Regions from separate parts of the Macaca mulatta genome. Here region 2 is linked to region 1. A link is a contact called in public Hi-C data. All regions are on one chromosome and are shown on one strand. The core of a region is the stretch at or near the end of the contact, and the rest is flanking DNA. Distances in the headings are between cores, read along the strand shown. Region 1 overlaps ARHGEF28 (Rho guanine nucleotide exchange factor 28). Region 2 has its middle 8.0 kb from the start of ENC1.

The links. Hi-C and Micro-C count contacts between places; a contact is called where the count stands out from the background.
Region 2: a Hi-C map of fetal cortical plate shows a contact between it and region 1, with 2.5 times the contacts expected there. The contact joins two enhancer-like sites. A contact is called at or near these places in 2 of 14 Hi-C or Micro-C datasets (fetal cortex germinal zone and fetal cortical plate).

What each region holds. Positions count from the first base shown.
Region 1 is chr6:80,183,437-80,188,253 of T2T-MMU8v2.0, forward strand. ARHGEF28 (Rho guanine nucleotide exchange factor 28) reads left to right here. Exons shown (of 36, transcript XM_078004863.1): 9 at 770-830. Among named protein-coding and RNA genes, the nearest start is that of ARHGEF28, 170 kb to the left of the region's middle. Within about 2 kb of position 1,980, at least 14 of the 40 cell types and tissues checked have an H3K27ac peak or open chromatin away from gene starts, as enhancers often do. A contact at or near this core is called in fetal cortical plate, where this site is marked.
Region 2 is chr6:81,032,787-81,037,248 of T2T-MMU8v2.0, forward strand. No RefSeq gene overlaps it. Among named protein-coding and RNA genes, the nearest start is that of ENC1, 8.0 kb to the left of the region's middle. Within about 2 kb of position 1,770, at least 7 of the 40 cell types and tissues checked have an H3K27ac peak or open chromatin away from gene starts, as enhancers often do. A contact at or near this core is called in fetal cortical plate, where this site is marked.

The DNA of each region.
Region 1 (4,817 bases), core at 730-3,229:
CTTTCAGAACAATGTGAAATTTCATTTTCTTTTTTTCTTTTTTCTGTTTCTTTCTTTTTTTTTTTTGAGATGGAGCCTCACTCTGTCACCCAGACTGGAGTACAGTGCCACAATCTTGGCTCACTGAAACTTCTGCCTCCCAGGTTCAAGCGATTCTCCTGCCTCAGTCTCCTGAGTAGCTGGGATTATAGGCACCCACCACTATGCCTGGCTAATTTTTGTGTTTTTAGTAGAGATGGGGTTTCACCATGTTGGCCAAGCTGGTCTCGAGCTCATGACCTCAGGTGATCTGCCTGCCTCCGTCTCCCAAAGTGCTGGGATTACAGGCATGAGCCACTGTACCCAGCCCCATTTTCTTTATCCAATTCTTAATCCCTATTCTTTATAACCAAACCTAGCTATCTTTCTGAGTTGTAGTTGTATATGCAAGATGATTGAATACATTCTGCAAAACAAATTTCTACTTGAAGTTTGATGTTTATAGATATTTGACAACAATGTGATTATAAGAGTAAATCTGGGAGATGTCCTCTAAGAATGAAATAACCTGTGTACAGCTTTCAGATGTGTTTCAGCTTGGGATAGATTCATCACTCATTTTTAGCTGTTAAATAATAAGTGTAAGACTAGTTTTCTGTTTACATGTGATGATACATGTAACATGTTTTCATTGATGCTTTCCAAGGTTGTTTTTCTAGTTCACAAAAATAAATATTAGTGTAGCATATATGTAATTTTTTAAAAACCCACCTGACTTTATCTTTTTCAGTGTGTCAAAAGCCTGGTGGTTCAACAGAATGAACATGAAGACCAGCACAGCCTAGATTTGGGTATGTTCTGAAATAACGCTTTTACCTATACTCATAATGATATCCCAGATCCAGGTTTAGAGTGGACAAGAAGCAAGTACATTTTAACTTAAAATATTCCTTCCTGGGAACCTTATCTGTTTCCTGAAACCCATCCAGATAAATTTTATTTGTAGGATCATTTGGAATACCATGACTCTAGAGGTTGAGACTCCGTTTACAATCTAAAAAACAAGGCAATTAAAGCTTTTCATGAACAGTTTTACTCTGAGCCAGAAGCTGGCTTTGGACTTGTCATATGTTCCCTTGTTATTCCTAGGAAGTAGGCACTACCAGCCTCAGGTTCAGGTGAAGCCATTGAACCACTGGTGGAGAGTAGACGGTGGAACCGAGACTCATAACGTCATTCCACCTGGCCCTAGAATCTCCAAGTTTATCAATATCCCATTTTGATGCCCAGTGGGGTCCCCTTGGAGCTCAGCCTGTGTGATCTACCCTGCTGAGCTCAAGAAAAGACCAGATGCTTGTTCTGGGATTTGAGTCTGATGTGAGTGTCCTTTCAGAGGAACCAGGTGTTCCTCCACCCTTGGCAAGGTGGACGTATTTCCTCCCTTGGACCTGGGAATTCTCATCTGCTTACAATATTCTATTTCACAACTCCCTGAGGACTCCTTCCTAAATCTTCTACCAGGCACTCTCTATTTCTTCAAGGCTAATTTGGGCCCCAGCCCTATCTCTTGAGTTACTTAGAGGTGAATAGAGCATCATGAAGCTGATGGGGTGTTTGAAGACATAGGCTGAGCAATCAGCACAGGCTGAGTTTGGGCACCTGGATGGTCTGTGAAGACCTCTGGGGCTGACAAGTGAGAGGCAGATGAGCACGAACCATCCCAGTTGGTTTCCTCTGGTTCTGTAAACCTGAGGCAGCTCACACACCTGGAAAGGCACACACGGGCAGGACAGCCTTAGAAGTTGCAAGGGGTGAGGTGTTGCTGATGGTGGTGACTGAGGGCTCAAGCTGATGTGAAATCAGGAAAAACGAAATCAATGCTCAGAGTGAGATTAATGAAGAAGGTGGATGACCCACAGGGTCACCGTGAGCCTACACGTGCCTGGGGCTGGCTCCCTGGAGGCTGGGGGAGTGTGGTTGGTATGCTGCGCCGACACACGGCAGAGCAGTTACAAGCATTCAGAAATCATGCTGTGTAGAGCAGAGCAAGGAGGAAGCACCCACAGTGTTGGCTGACGGTGTTGCTAGTAGCTTGGCCACGTGCCAGAGGTGGTTTCCAGGATCTTGCTGCACACGGCTCTACTGAAATTGGAAGAGAAATTTAGACCCACACTAAGCGATATACACGTCCTCCACATTTTTGCTATTTAAGGTAAGAGTAATGATTTACTTACAGAAGAGGGTAAGAGGAAGGCAAAAAGAAAGCAAACATCTCTGTATAGGTGGCTGTCGTGGGTCACTGATGTCAGGGCCATAGCTGTTACTCACACACACAGGATGTCTCAGCTACAGATTGCATCATGCTCCTGGGAATGTTAGCTTTGAAGAATGTTTACTAAGACGAATTGCTGGGGGAGGGAGGTAGGCTACTAAAAGTATGAAACATTGAGATGATCTTAATTTCAGGTTTTAAAAACTCACTCTAGTTTCAAACTTGTATATTTGTGAGCAAGAAGACACATGCTGTGGAAATTGTAGTAGTTTGGCCTCGTCTGAGTGTTTTGTCAGTAACATCATGAAGTCTGTGAAGGACTTGAGAAAGACAAATGAGCACAACTTTAATGCAGTGATTTATGAAAAGGACCGTGATGAGTGTTTGTTGTGCTGGCATTTTCTTTTTGGTTCATTTAAACTTTTTGAATTAATAAAGTCCCCTGAGTTTTTGCAAAGGAAATTATAACAGATTTTCAAAGAACCTGAGACAGAGAAGGGGACAGCAAGCTGTGAGCAATAGTCAGATGGTCAGACACGGTCTGGAATAGGAAACGGCTCGCCCTGGAGGCTACTTCAACACTCTTTTTGTTATTTCTTATGTGTTATTTTTTATTTTTTGAGATGGAGTTTTGCTCTGTTAGCCAGGCTGGCATGCAGTGGCACCATCTTGGCTCACTGCAACTTCTGCCTCCTGGGTTCAAGCAATTCCCCTGCCTCAGCCTCCCGAGTAGTTGGGATTACAGGCGCCCATCACCATGTGCAGGTAATTTTTGTATTGTTAGTGGAGTTGGGGTTTCACCTTCAAACTCCTGACCTCAAGTGATCTGCCCGCCTTGGCCTCCCAAAGTGCTGGGATTACAGTCATGAGCCACCCCACCTGGCCTCTTTTGATATTTTATAAGTGCTTTATTCTGCCCAGTCTCAGGAAATGTTGATAAATAGCGTGGGATAAACACATGATAAATGCTGATAAATAGATGTGTAAGTCTTTGCTGACTTGTATTATTCAGAATTGTGTGGTGTGGGTGGGGCTTCATCAGTGACACAAGCACGGCTCCAGTGACGCCCTCTGTGCTGATGGACACATTCTCTCGCTGTTCTATCCAGTGTAGTAGCCTGTGGCCACCTACGTCTGTTGAGCATGTGACTTGTGACTGAGGAATCGGATTTTTAATTATCTAATTTTGTTGTATTGGACAGGGCAGAACAGAGTAAGTTCCCTTTGTGGTGGTGTTTTCTTTCTCCTTCTGGAAGTGTTTTGTGTGTTTATTGTTTTCTATTTTTTTAAGTTTTCATGGTACATAGGAGGTGTATATATTTGTAGGGTATGTGAGATGTTTTGGTACAGGTGTGCAATATGAAATAAGCACATCATGGGGAAAGGAGTATCCATCCCCTCAAGCATGTATCTTTTGAGTTTACAAACAATCCAATTACACTCTTTAAAATGTATGGATTAAATTATTTTTTAGTATAGTTACCTATTGTGCTATCAAATAGTAGGTCTTATTCATTCTTTCTATTTTTTTTTTTTTTGTACCCATCCTTTGTAATGTTTTATTGACCTTTCAGGACATCCAGAATCACACTTACCATTAGTTTACACACTGAAAATCGTGGTTGGCGAAATGTCTTGGGTGTGTAACAACTGGCAAGCTCATCCAAGCCAGTGCCCCAGAACTACCTCCGCAAGGAGCTGACATTTATGTCAAATGCGGGAATTATGGCCCCATTCTCTGCAGATGCTGTAAGGGGTTGGCATTTTGTCGAAGGGGAGAATCATCAGTTGAAGGGCTAAGATCTGCTTCTGTTGCTGTCACAGTGCAGAGTGGGACTCCTTCATATTCTAGGCAGGTCAGATGGGGAAAGGTGGCAAAGCATTTGAAGGAAACAGAAGAATAGAAGGTAGATGAAATGAAATGGGTCAATACCAAAAATAAGAAACAGAGGATCCACTTGGCTCAAGTAAATGGCACTAAATGTGATTAAGAAATAGGATATGGCTGGGCGTGGTGGCTCATGCCTGGAATCCCAGCAGTTTGGGAGGTCAAGGTGGGAGGATCACTTGAGGTCAGGAGTTCGAGACCAGGCTGGCCAACATGGTGAAACCCTGTTTCTACTAAAAATACCAAAATTAGCCGGGTGTGGTGGTGCATGCCTGCAGTCCAGCTACTTGGGAGGCCGAGGCAGGAGAATGACTTGAACCCGGGAGGCAGAGGTTGCAGTGAGCCGAGATCGTACCATTCATTGTACTCCAGCCTGGGCGACAGAGCAATTCCATCTCAAAAAGAAATAAGAACTGCTTAAAGTTTTGATCCTATTTCTTAATCATATTTAATGCCATTTACTTGAGCCAAATGGACCCTTTGGGCAGCAGCAAGTGTTGTGCCAAAAGGAGAAGGGGAGTGAACATCTTGCAGGAACAAGCGGACAGCCTGTGGGAAATGGAGTAGATGGGGAGTCTCAGCTGTAAAACTGGAATCCCAATTGCAAACAAAGATGCATAAACGATCACTGAATCAGCAAAGCTGCGAATGGCTTGATTAGACACTGTCTTGCAAACT
Region 2 (4,462 bases), core at 520-3,019, 850 kb after region 1:
TTTCCCATCTCTTACTGATACTGTCTTCTTGTTTCGTACTGGGACCACTGGTCTTAAGTTGACGATGAAGAAACAATTCGTTCTTCATTCTCCATTACTTTAAAAAACTAAGCTGCTGCAAAGGGAAAAGAATTTAAGAAATCACACATTTTAAAAAGAAATAGCCAGTTATATTTAGGAGAAGGTAGCCCTGCCAAAACACATCATACATGGAATATAGGCTCCTACTTTTTCCTGCCCTGAAGATCTTGAAGAGTGTGCTTGGTAAAAGCTCACTCGGGTCTATCAGAATCACACAAGGCCTCTGTGGGGTATGGCCTTGCACAACCCAGGGGAATCTTGAACCATTTTTCTCCCTGGTTTTCATAATCTTTTGAGTACCCCAAGGCTCCTGGATCCAAACTCTTAATTTGTTCTAAGTAATTACATTCAACAATTGACCGTTGTTTGAAGCAATGAAAATGAAGGTTTTGTTTGGCCTATATGCTCTGCTTCTAGGGCACGATGCCAAGTCTCTGAGCATGTCTGGGCATGAAGAAGGGACTAGAAGAAGGGACCTTTGTGGTCCAAGGGCTTGCACCTTTGAATGAATATTAAAAGGATTTTATGGTACTCTGCAAGCACAGATGCTACTCACTGCTTACAGCTCAGCTTGGGCGGGAGTCTGAAATCAGGAAGCTGCAAGTTAACATTAGCAGAATGAACAAAGAATGAAGAAGGAGATAGAGACACTGATGCACGTGTTGTCAGAAAGAAAGTTCCCAGAAGTGTTTCTCCTCATGATTTTGAAAACAGAACGTGAACAAGGATATATACAAGTATCCTCAAATTTCCCTTAGCCTCATAAGTAATTTTAGAAAGCATTCACTATAAGATCCCAAATAAAGTTGGAAGACTTGCAATTTCTTTATCTGAGGATATTTGGAAATATTGAAATATCAGGAGGAAATGGTAACTTTTTAAAATTGTGTATATTCAAATAGTTATGTCAGTTTTCATACCCACAGTTATGTGAGAAGTTGTGATTTCATTCATTTAGCCAATCAAACAGTCATTCATTCAACAAATATTTATTTACAGGCATCGTGTTAATAGTTGGTGCTAAGGAATATCCCAGTTTCACTAGGCTTCTTTCCCAGCCTTTCGGTGTCTAGGCTTGGCCTGCCATCAGTGTACTTGTATTTGCATTTGGAAGGTATCTCCTTTCAACTCTGAAAGACAGAGGTAGTCTAATGGAGGCCAAGATAACCCATGTTTAGGCTGAAATGCCACCATTTAGCAAATATGTGATCCTGGGCAAAGTATTTATTCCCTCAGACTCAGTTTCTCATCAGTGAAATGGGGCCCAATAATTATAATATCTAGTTTGCAGGGATACTTGAGGATTACAGAGCATGAAAGCACTCTGAAACTGAAGATCTCTGTGAATGGGCTTTTATTTAATGCCTGAGAAACTTGCATTGCTTTAAGAAAAGTATCCCAAATGGTCCAAACATTAGATTATTGTAAGAGATGAAACCATTTCTTTTGACTATTGTATTAAAAAACATATTTACTTTTTTAGTTGACTTTTAAAAATTCTTAATATTAGTCAAAGTAGTAAATACACATGGAGGCACACTCAAATAGTACCGAAGGACAAGAGGAAAGGCAGCAGTCCCCTGACACCTCCAATCCCCTTCTCCAGCCCAATCTGCCGAAAGAACCATGTGACTGTTGCTATTTTCTGTTCTTCAGCTTTACCCCACAGTAATATTGCCCTTATACTGTCTTAACCGTGGGAGGAAACATCCCAGGGTTTTCCAAAACTGCAACAATTTCTTCTACACCTCTTCTGGGACACTTGTTGAAAGTGAACAGGAACACCTAGGTACATTCTAATTTTCCAAACAGTGGTTTTCCAGGCAGAATCTTGATCAATATCATCGGCATACATGTTCGTTTTTTAAATTCCATACCTAATTTTCTACGGCTTGATAAAATATAAACAACTTTCCACTTCCCAATTTTTTGTATGTGTGTTATTATGGACAAAAGTTTGTTTTGCTTTTTTTGCTTGTTTGTTTCTTGTGCTAGTCACCTAAGAATGAAACTGCCACCCTCAACAAAACCAGGAATGGAACACTGTAGCACAGAACACAAATGCCGGTTTCCATAGACCACGGCACAGAATTTGGGTAAAGCAATAGTGCCCTCTTCTGGCTACAATGAAGAACCAACTACAGAAGGATCTGATAATGTTCAAAGCAACCCTACCGAAAAATAAAACAATGAACATTGTGTGTCGACCCTTGTGGATCCGTTTGAGCAGCCACTCTTGCCGTCGTAGCCCTAAACTGCGTTCAAATGAGCAATCCCAAATGTAATCTGGGGTCCAGCCAGCCTGCAACAATGCCGTGAGCTCCTGTGTTCCAGACTGGCTAGTAGAGGGCACAGCTGGGTCATCTATTTTCTCAGCAGAGACTGAGCAATTTCCAACCAGCCAACCCAGTGCCACTGCCCCCTCTGCGCATAATAATAAGTTGTCCTGAGGGCCCCTGGACAGGGACTCATTTGTCCAACGGGATGGTCTTGGAGCTAGTAACAATGACTAGAATCCCTGACATTTACATGGTCTTATGTGCTAGGCACTTTTTATGCTTATCTCCTTTAATCCCCACAGCAACCCTGAAAGAATAATGTCTCACTTGGGTGAAGCCAAGAGCTGAGTGCTTAACCACTGAACTACATTGCCTCCTATTTTCCTGATTATCTAAGGCCCATTCTTTTCTGTTCTCTGGAATGCCAGCTTTGAACACCTGGCACATACCCAGTGGATTTACAAGAAATGAATTTCTTGGTTTACTTTGCTCCATGTTGACAGGCCTGATAAAGGTGTGACAAATGAGAAGCTGGAATCAATTGACTAAAATTATATAGTTGTGTATTTTTAATCCACTTTTACTTTTTTACCATAGTTGATTGAATGTCTTACCAGATCATTCTTTCATTCTGGCACACAGTACCCGCAAGAGATTGTTACATCAGTTCACAAGCAAAGGAATGTCCTAATCAAATTGCTCTTTTAAATTTAGATCAGACATAGTTCCTTAACTATGGAATGAAGCACTGTATCCCCAACTATGATCAAATCCCAAATATTGCGAGAAGCATCTTTTTCCCACTTTGAAATCTGTAATCCAAATGTCCAGGCAAGCTCTGGGTATCCTCCTGGAAGGACCTGGAGCAAAAATGCAATGGAAAATGAAGGAAGTGTTTAACTTCTTGGCTGTAGCCAATGACTGTGCCATTATGTTTAAACACCCACGATGCACAGATTCAGCTGAATCTTGAAGTCTTTATACAGGACAATGGTTTACAGATGCAAAGCATGCTGTCAGTGAGTGGACACGGAACCTTCTTGAGCGTGTTACAATGCCTTTCACTTCTTGAAGAAGCCAAACACAGTAAAACCTCAATTGTCTAGAAGCTGACTCACTAGAACGATTAATAAAACATTTTTCCTATACCGAACTTTTAGAGGACAGATACTAAACACACAAAAACATATCGCTGTTGGAGCATTCTTTTAAAAGCAAATGATGTTTACCTAAGCAACAAATTAGAAAGATTTACTTGATAAACAGGAATTAACAGTATAAGGGCAATATTATTATGGGTAAAGCTGAAGAATAGAAAATAGCAACTGTTTCATCGCGCCTTCTGCAGATTGGGCTGGAGAAGGGGGTTGGAGGTGTCAGGGGGCTGCTACCTTTCCTCTTGTCCTTCAGTACTATTTGAGTGTGCCTCCATGTGTACTTACTACTTTGACGAATATTAAGAAGTTTTAAAAGTCAACTGCAGGCTGGGTGCGGTGGCTCACGCCTGTAATCCCAGCACTTTGGGAGGCCGAGGCGGGCAGATCACGAGGTCAGGAGATCGAGACCATCCTGGCTAACACAGTGAAACCCCATCTCTACTAAAAATACAACAACAACAAAAAAATTAGCTGGGCGTGGTGGCATGCACCTGTAGTCCCAGCTACTTGGGAGGCTGAGGCAGAAGAATGGCGTGAACCCAGGAGGCGGAGTTTGCAGTGAGCCAAGATGGCGCCACTGCACTCCAGCCTGGGCGACAGAGCGAGACTCCACCTCAAAAAAAAAAAAAAGTTAACTGCAAAAAGAAATATGTTTTTTAATACAATAGAAGAAATGGCTTCATGGCTTTATCTCTTACAATGATGTAATGTTTCGATGATTTGGGATAATTTTCATAAAGCAAGTTTCTCAACCATTCAGTAATATGAGCATTCATAGAGATCTTCAGTTTCAGAGTGCTTTTATGCTTTGTAATGCTCAGGTATCCCTGCAAGGTGGATATTATAATTATTGGGCCCCATTTTATGGATAAGAAACTGAGTCTGAGAGAGTAAATACTTTGCCCAGGATCACATATTTGCTAAATGGTGGCATTTTAGCCGAAA